Regions from separate parts of the Sus scrofa genome. Here region 2 is linked to region 1. The links are chromatin contacts, called in public HiChIP or PLAC-seq maps. All regions are on one chromosome and are shown on one strand. Each heading gives the region's core, a stretch centred on a gene start, on an enhancer-like site or on the middle of the called end of the contact. The rest is flanking DNA. Distances are from core to core; before and after follow the strand shown.

Evidence for each region. HiChIP or PLAC-seq counts read pairs in DNA pulled down with a chosen protein or histone mark.
Region 2: a contact with region 1 is called in an H3K27ac HiChIP or PLAC-seq map of alveolar macrophages. The contact joins two enhancer-like sites. A contact is called at or near these places in 1 of 47 Hi-C or Micro-C datasets (heart right ventricle) and 1 of 2 datasets of contacts at active chromatin or transcription factors (alveolar macrophages).

Annotation. Positions count from the first base shown.
Region 1 is chr1:72,105,460-72,109,084 of Sscrofa11.1, forward strand. The region is part of intron 4 of LOC110260408 (a long non-coding RNA gene); the gene reads right to left. Among named protein-coding and RNA genes, the nearest start is that of PRDM1, 200 kb to the right of the region's middle. Within about 2 kb of position 1,697, at least 13 of the 83 cell types and tissues checked have an H3K27ac peak or open chromatin away from gene starts, as enhancers often do. A contact at or near this core is called in alveolar macrophages, where this site is marked.
Region 2 is chr1:72,429,134-72,432,615 of Sscrofa11.1, forward strand. The region is part of intron 6 of ATG5 (autophagy protein 5); the gene reads right to left. Among named protein-coding and RNA genes, the nearest start is that of ATG5, 89 kb to the right of the region's middle. Within about 2 kb of position 1,633, at least 7 of the 83 cell types and tissues checked have an H3K27ac peak or open chromatin away from gene starts, as enhancers often do. A contact at or near this core is called in alveolar macrophages, where this site is marked.

The DNA of each region.
Region 1 (3,625 bases), core at 447-2,946:
TGAGCGAGGTGGTCCTGAGAAGGAGAAACAAGGTCCTGCCTACATCCTCCTGCCCAGCCTCCCCCTCCGCCTCACCCTGGGCTTTGCTCAGAGTAAGGCAAACATCGCAGGAAGCACTGAAGGGCAGTTCAGTCGCAAGGGCACTGCACGGCGAGGGTGAGGAATGAAAGACAGGGTTGCATCCCACATCTGGGCGAGGGAACGCATGCCAGTAGGATGTGCTTTAGGCTCATTGCTAGTACCCAGGAAGCAGGGCCTCCATTGCTTTATTCACTCAGTAAACACCCTGACTACTTAGCTATGATGGAACAGGCACTGAAAATGTGAGTTGGACCAAGCCCTCAGCTTCAAGCTGCTGAGAGTCTGGTACAAAAGACAGACAAAGAAACACATTTAAAAATAAAAAATATGGGCAGGGGGGAGAAAGTGGGAGGGACAGGGAGTTAGGGATTGGTAGATACAAACTATTACCTTTAGAATGGATAAGCAATGGGGTATCACTGTACAGCACAGGGAACTATATCCAGTCTCTTGGGATAGACCATGATGGAAGACAGTTTGAGAAAAAGAAGGTGTATGTGTGTGTGTGTGTGTGTGTATGACTGGGTCACAGCAGAAATTGACACAACACTGTATATAAACTATAATGTAAATAAATAAAAATAAAATTTAAAAATAAAAATATAAAAGCTCATCGTAACATGATGTAAAAAGGGGACCAAGTACAAAGGGAGAAAATGATTACCTTGATGTAGGTGGAAGCATGGTGGTCAAGGCTGTAGGGGGGGTGATCTAGGTTTTGGTGACATGAATCAGGCCTTAAGAGTATAAAAGAAGGAGTTACATCACGGCTCAGCGGTAACCCAACTAGCATCCATGAGGACACGGATCTCTGGCCTTGCTCAGTGTGTTAAGGATCCAGCGTTGCAATGAGCTGTGTGTGGTATAGGTTGCAGATGTGGCTCCAAACTGGCGTTACTGTGGCTGTGGCGGAGGCCAGCAGCTACAGCTCCAATTTGACCCCTAGCCTGGTAACCTCCACATGCTGCAGGTGTGACCCTAAAAAGACAAAAAAAGAAGAACATAAAAGAAGCTCATCAAGGGAAAATGAGAAAATAAAATTCTAAGCAGAAGGAACAATCCATGGAAAGGCGCAGGTATGTGCAAAAGTGTGGAGCACTCCAGCAACGCTGGGGCCTTTAGGATGGCTAACGGCGCTGAGGGCAGAGGCAGGAAGCCAGCTGTGGGGACGCTCAAATACCAGGATAAAGAATCTCGACTTGGGGAACCACAGAAAGTTTGGGGGCAACAGAGTCACTGAATCTGAAATGTGTTTTGAAAAGATCACTCTGGCTGAGGACGAGAGGATTGATCAGAGTGAGGGAAGACCGAATGAAATGCAAGGTTTTGGCTCAAGTTCAAGGTAAAGCAGCGAGAACCTGTACCAGGGCAATGGCCATGGAATGGAGAAAATAAGAGAGGCTGCAGTTAAGTTTAGGAGTCAAGTTTATGGGTTGAATCATGATGGGATTTCAGGAATGAGGGGGAGGAACCACATGTGGAATGACTGCTAGGTCCTTGGGTGCTGGAAAAGGAACACCGGGGAGAAGGTGGGAGGAGCGTGAGCTGGATGATGAGTCGAGATTGAAATACTTGGAATCTTAGGTTCCTGTGGCTTGTACAACGCTGAAATGTAGAAGAGAGGTCAATGCTGAGTAAATATCTCAGACTCATCTCTTCCAAAATTGGGCAGAGCCTCAGCACAGAGGCACCCGGGATATATATTTTTAATTAAAGAAGAGTTTAGTGGAAAATTATGATAGCAACAAGAATTCCAAAGAAATACCTAAGAGACTGTCCTGACAAGAGCATGATAAATTTCTGCTCAAATTTACCATATTTGAGTATAAATACCAAATTCTCACCATCTAGTGAATCTGGTGAAACTTTTCTAGGTTAAAAAAATATCTTTTTCCCTTTTCTTAAACTTCATGTGGAAATGACTACGTGAAGAGTGACAAGTAGCTTCATTTCCCATTCCAAATTTGTTTTTACTTTTCATAAAAACTGAAAGTGATGCTTTTGAGCAGAAATGGATGAGCATTTTAAGGATTGCCTTCTGTCATGAAATCAAATCCATGTCAAACATTTTTTTACTAGAAATTACTAATACATTACGAAAACTCATACTTCTTTAAATAGAAAATAAAAGTCCACTTTCCCATAACTTAGATCAGAAAGACTGCTTCTTGTTTGCTGGGGGTTTTTTATAGTTGCAGCTTAAATTCGGGATGATTTTTATGAGGCAGGGAAGACGTAGATCCTTTTGCAAAAAGAGGAACTTTCACAATTAGTGAAAACCAAGAGTGCTGACACCAGGGGCTGGGAGAAGACGATGTGACTACAGCCCCATGGTGAAGGGAAGCGGAGCCCCAGCCTCCTCCTACCGCCCCCTGCCCCCTGCCCCCCAGCCTGCGTGCCAGCCCCCCACACACCCCCACGCTTATGGATGCTCTTCCCTGGGCTCCATCTGATCCCTGGAGCAGGTACCACAATAAAGAGCCAAATGCCTAGCTTTGCTTCTAATATTGAAACCAGCTGTGTTTATCCCTCCCTGACCACCTCTCCTTCTGCCTCCCCTCATAGTCTGCACAGACAAAATGTTTTCAGGCCAGACAGGCAACCTTTCAACTTCACGGAGCACGGAACTTCTTAATAGCGAAAGCCTTTTGTTGGCTTGTTTTAAGAAACGGCAAGTCCCCAGCAGAAGCCACGATGATGTATAAAAAGGATGTTCCCCTCTTAGAAGGAGAAACTTCAAAGCAGTCCCCTGACATGCCAGAATTCACTGCTTTTCCAGTAAATATTATCTGGTTTTGGCCAGAGAATTCTAGGTTTAGGGATAAATTCAAAGATGAAGAGCTTATGTTTGGCGTAGCCTCTCTATTTGTAGTCTAAGCTGGAAACGTCATCTGCTGGGTATGCACAACCTCACAAGGTGGCTGCTCAGACGGAGCCGAGCGAGAGTTCACTTTGGCTTCACTGACCCGATTTTTGAAGAGCCATCAGCAAGCATGTGCACAAGCCCAGGGCAGGTGCTGTAGCGACACACACAGAAGCAGGGTGGAAGGGAAGTCTGTGCTTCAAACAGTGATCACCACACATGAGCAGAGCTGGTACCATAGCAGAAAGGAAGCTTAAAGGATTTGATGCCTAACTTTAAGGATGCAAAAAAGACTATAAGGAGTTCCCCTTGTGGCTCAGGGTAACAAACAGGACTAATATCTATGAGGACATGGATTTGATCCCTGGCCCTGCTCAGTGGGCTAAGGATCCGATGTTTCCATGAGCTGTGGTGCTGGTTTCAGACACAGCTCAGATCTGGCGTTGCTGTGGCTGTGGTGTAGGCTGGCAGTTGTAGCTCTGATTTGACCCCTAGACTGGGAATTTCAATATGTTACAGGTTCAATTTTAAAAAGACAAAAAGACTGTAAGATAACTGCTGTATTAATTATGAATACATTGTATATATGTATATATATATATATTTGTTAAAGAATTTACTTAAGGAATTACAGGGGTTTTCGGCTTATGTGTGTTTTGCGTGTGAGGGGTTTTTTTGCTT
Region 2 (3,482 bases), core at 383-2,882, 320 kb after region 1:
TGAGCCTCAGACTAGTACTCTGTTCTCCTTGGTTGGGCTAACGAAACAAATACTATGTTGACACATTAGATATGTTGTATTTCTCCAGGTACAGCAACAGACTTTGATATCATCAGCTACTTTGTGTGTGTGTGTGCTTTGCTTTAAGTCCTACAAAAAAAAGTTAGATGATTGGTTTACTATATTTGTAAATAAAATTAGATTTACAAGAGTTCCTGACGTATAGCAAAGGATTTCACTTGTTAGGTTTATAGATTTTTTTTTTTAAATTGGCTATACTGAACTATAACTGGAATTAGCAATGCCTATTTATTAATATAGAATGTAATTAGGTTTATTTCATTAGCTATATAGGTAGTATGATGTGTTTTGGGAGAATTAAATCTGAAAAAGGGATAAATTATAAAAAAAAATCAAGAAATAAAAAAGCTCTCATTTTTATTTGTCATTATTCATAGCTAACATAAATTGAACTGAAGGCATCAGAAAAACTAGATTTTATAATACACAAGTCTAATAAAACACAAATAACTGTAAAGCTATTTCCAATATTAAAAATCCCACTAACAATTACTGTGGCCCTCAAAATCAGTGTACTTTCACTTGATTCAACTTAAAAATAACTAAATTTATATATTTTAAAAGCTTTACTAGTAAGTAGTAAAGGCTTCATTATAACCAAATGGTAACAATGATGAACACCAATAAAACTTTTCTTAACGTCATTAGTAAAAAACCACAATGTAATATTTCACTTTCGAGTATCACGTGGCCAGTGATATTTCAGCTGACAGGCATTACAAGGATTTAAAGATAAATAAATTGCAACGAAGAATATTACATTTATTTCCCGCCTATGTTAAAAGAAAAAGATTTGAGGTTGCTTATAACAAAAGCATGTATATAGTAACAACAAAAACTATTAACACATCTTTTTCTTGGATAGAATTATCCCATCTCTTATATGTGGAATCTGAAAAACAAAACAAAACAAAACCCAACCAACCAACAAATCAAGCAAACCAAGCTCACTGATACAGAGCATCTGCTGGTTGCCAGACTTTGGGAGTAGAGTGTGGAAGAAATGGGTGAACTATTTTTGCTTCTGATTTATGTAAACTGAATGAGGGGTGGGAAGACTAATCTTGCTGCAATCTATAATATAAATAAAAATTGGAAGAGATTAGAGAACTGTTTGTTTGCATGAGAAATAATGAGGATATGAGCTTGAATTGTGCCAAAGAAAATGAAGAGAGTGGATATGAGGGATATGGATAAACTGTGTGATCTGCAAATAGATTTGTTTCATTAATTCATTTGTTTATTCTTACTTTAATTCATCTCTTTTATTGTATTAGGCAGTTGCTGAAGGTATTCAGCAAAAAAAATGAGCAGTTTCTGCCTTCACAAAGCTCTCTGATCAGTCCTGAGTAGCTTCTTTAATCTAGTAAAACCTGCCCTCTAAGAGTGCGCTCAGCCTCCTTCCAGAACCACTCACCCCAATCCTTTCAAATTCTGCTTCCTAGCCTGTTCCCAGTTTCTGATCACATCTTCTCTTCCTGATTCCACTTCGCCCCACTGGCAGCTCTCATTTCTGGCCTCACTTCTTAGATTCACTTCCTTCTTCCTATTTTGAGAGTTAGGCTGATTTCATGTGCTTTGGGTAAATTCCTATGGTCTTGGCAACTAGACACAGTCCTTATGCTGGCGTGCCACCCCCGCCACCAAACAATCCAGATCCTGACAGTCAAGAGTCCAGCCATAACAAAACCAAACAAAAAAGAATTATCCCAATAGCTGTACCCAGGTCTAGGATCTCTAGCAACCAGTGGGCAGGGGCAAATTTATCAGAAATCTTCATTCATTAAACATTTATTGAGCACTTACCAAGGTATTACCTGTGCCGATGGATACAAAAATGAACAATGGATGCATAAACAAATAATTTTAAGACCCTGTTAAGTAGTAACAGAAATACGCACAAAGCACTGTGAAAAAATTTAAACTCCCAAGCACAAACTATAACTCTGGATTTTCTGGCAGCTAGAGTAAACAAGTAAACAAACCCTATAACTGGTTACATAATTTCATTTTATAAGTGTGGAAATTATACCAATAGGTACAATGTATTAAAATAAAATTGAACAGAATTTTCAAAGATGAAAACAAAGAAGAGAATATAGGTCAAGCTTCAAACTTGAAATACATTATATATATATATAAATATATTTTTGAATACAGAAAGAGATAAGGCCATTTCAGGCAGAGTACAGCACCAATTCTTCCCTTTCATATATGCCCCTGCCCACTAAAGTATTCAGAGGCAGATGGAATAAAACAGTACCTTTGAGATTGGTGAATAAAGGGAGAAAAATGAGCTATGAATTTAGCATATAAAGCTTGGAATATCAAATGCAGTGGAATTAGCCAAGGCTTAGTTGGAATTGCAACTCCCAACACAACTGATTATGTTCCCATGGCAAATTATATCAATCTTCGGGAGTCTGTATCTAAATCTAAAAAATGGAAATAATATATACTTTTGAATCACTGCTGTAACAGTTAAATAAAATGAAATACATAGAACACCTAATACAACAGGTGCTTAACAAGGATTAGTTCTTTTCATTCCTCCCTTTAAAAACACGGTTAAATGTGAAGCCAAAGAAAGGTAACACTATTTAGTCTTTATAGAGCCAAGAATGTAGAGAATAAAAAATAATTGGTCTTCAACCATCAGTTCTCTTTGAAGTTTTCTTAATTAGAATAAATATGTGGCACAAAGAAAAAGAAAATAGGGGTTTACACAGGATATGCTGCCAGACCTTACCAACAATGACACATGATATGTGCTTCAAATTGTCACATGCATATTTGGCCTAAGATATATTCATGCATGTCAAATTTTGCATCACATGCTTTTCAAAAGAAGCCTCATGTTAAAATTAGCTTAAGAATATACACAATTACAATACCTCATTAAGTAAAAAGAACAGACCATTTTCAAATGAATGCTTTTAGACCTTTACAGTAAACAGTCTTTTTGGTGGTAGGAAGTGGGGGGACAGAGAGGCCGGCAGGAGGGGGGACTCTGTGCCACTTAATCAGACTACTTTTATCCTTTATGTAGGGAAATAGAAGACTTGAAAATAAGCACTTTCTGTAGTTATGCTACCAGAGTCCACTTTTAATATTCCCAACAACTCCAAAAAATAATAATTAACATTTGAAAAGCTGTCATTATTATAGTCAGGGACACTTAATCCTCAAAGCAGCAGTGTCTTAATTGAGACTATGATTAAATGAAAGCACCCATCAGAATTATATCCACACATGTGGTTTGAAGTTTATGTTTTGTCTTATTTAAAATGTTATATTTATAATAATTCTGTCTAGACAATGTCAAATGTATTTTACCGCATAAACAGTTAAGGCAAATTTATTTCAAATACAGGTGTTTTTCTCATATCCTTTCACTGAAT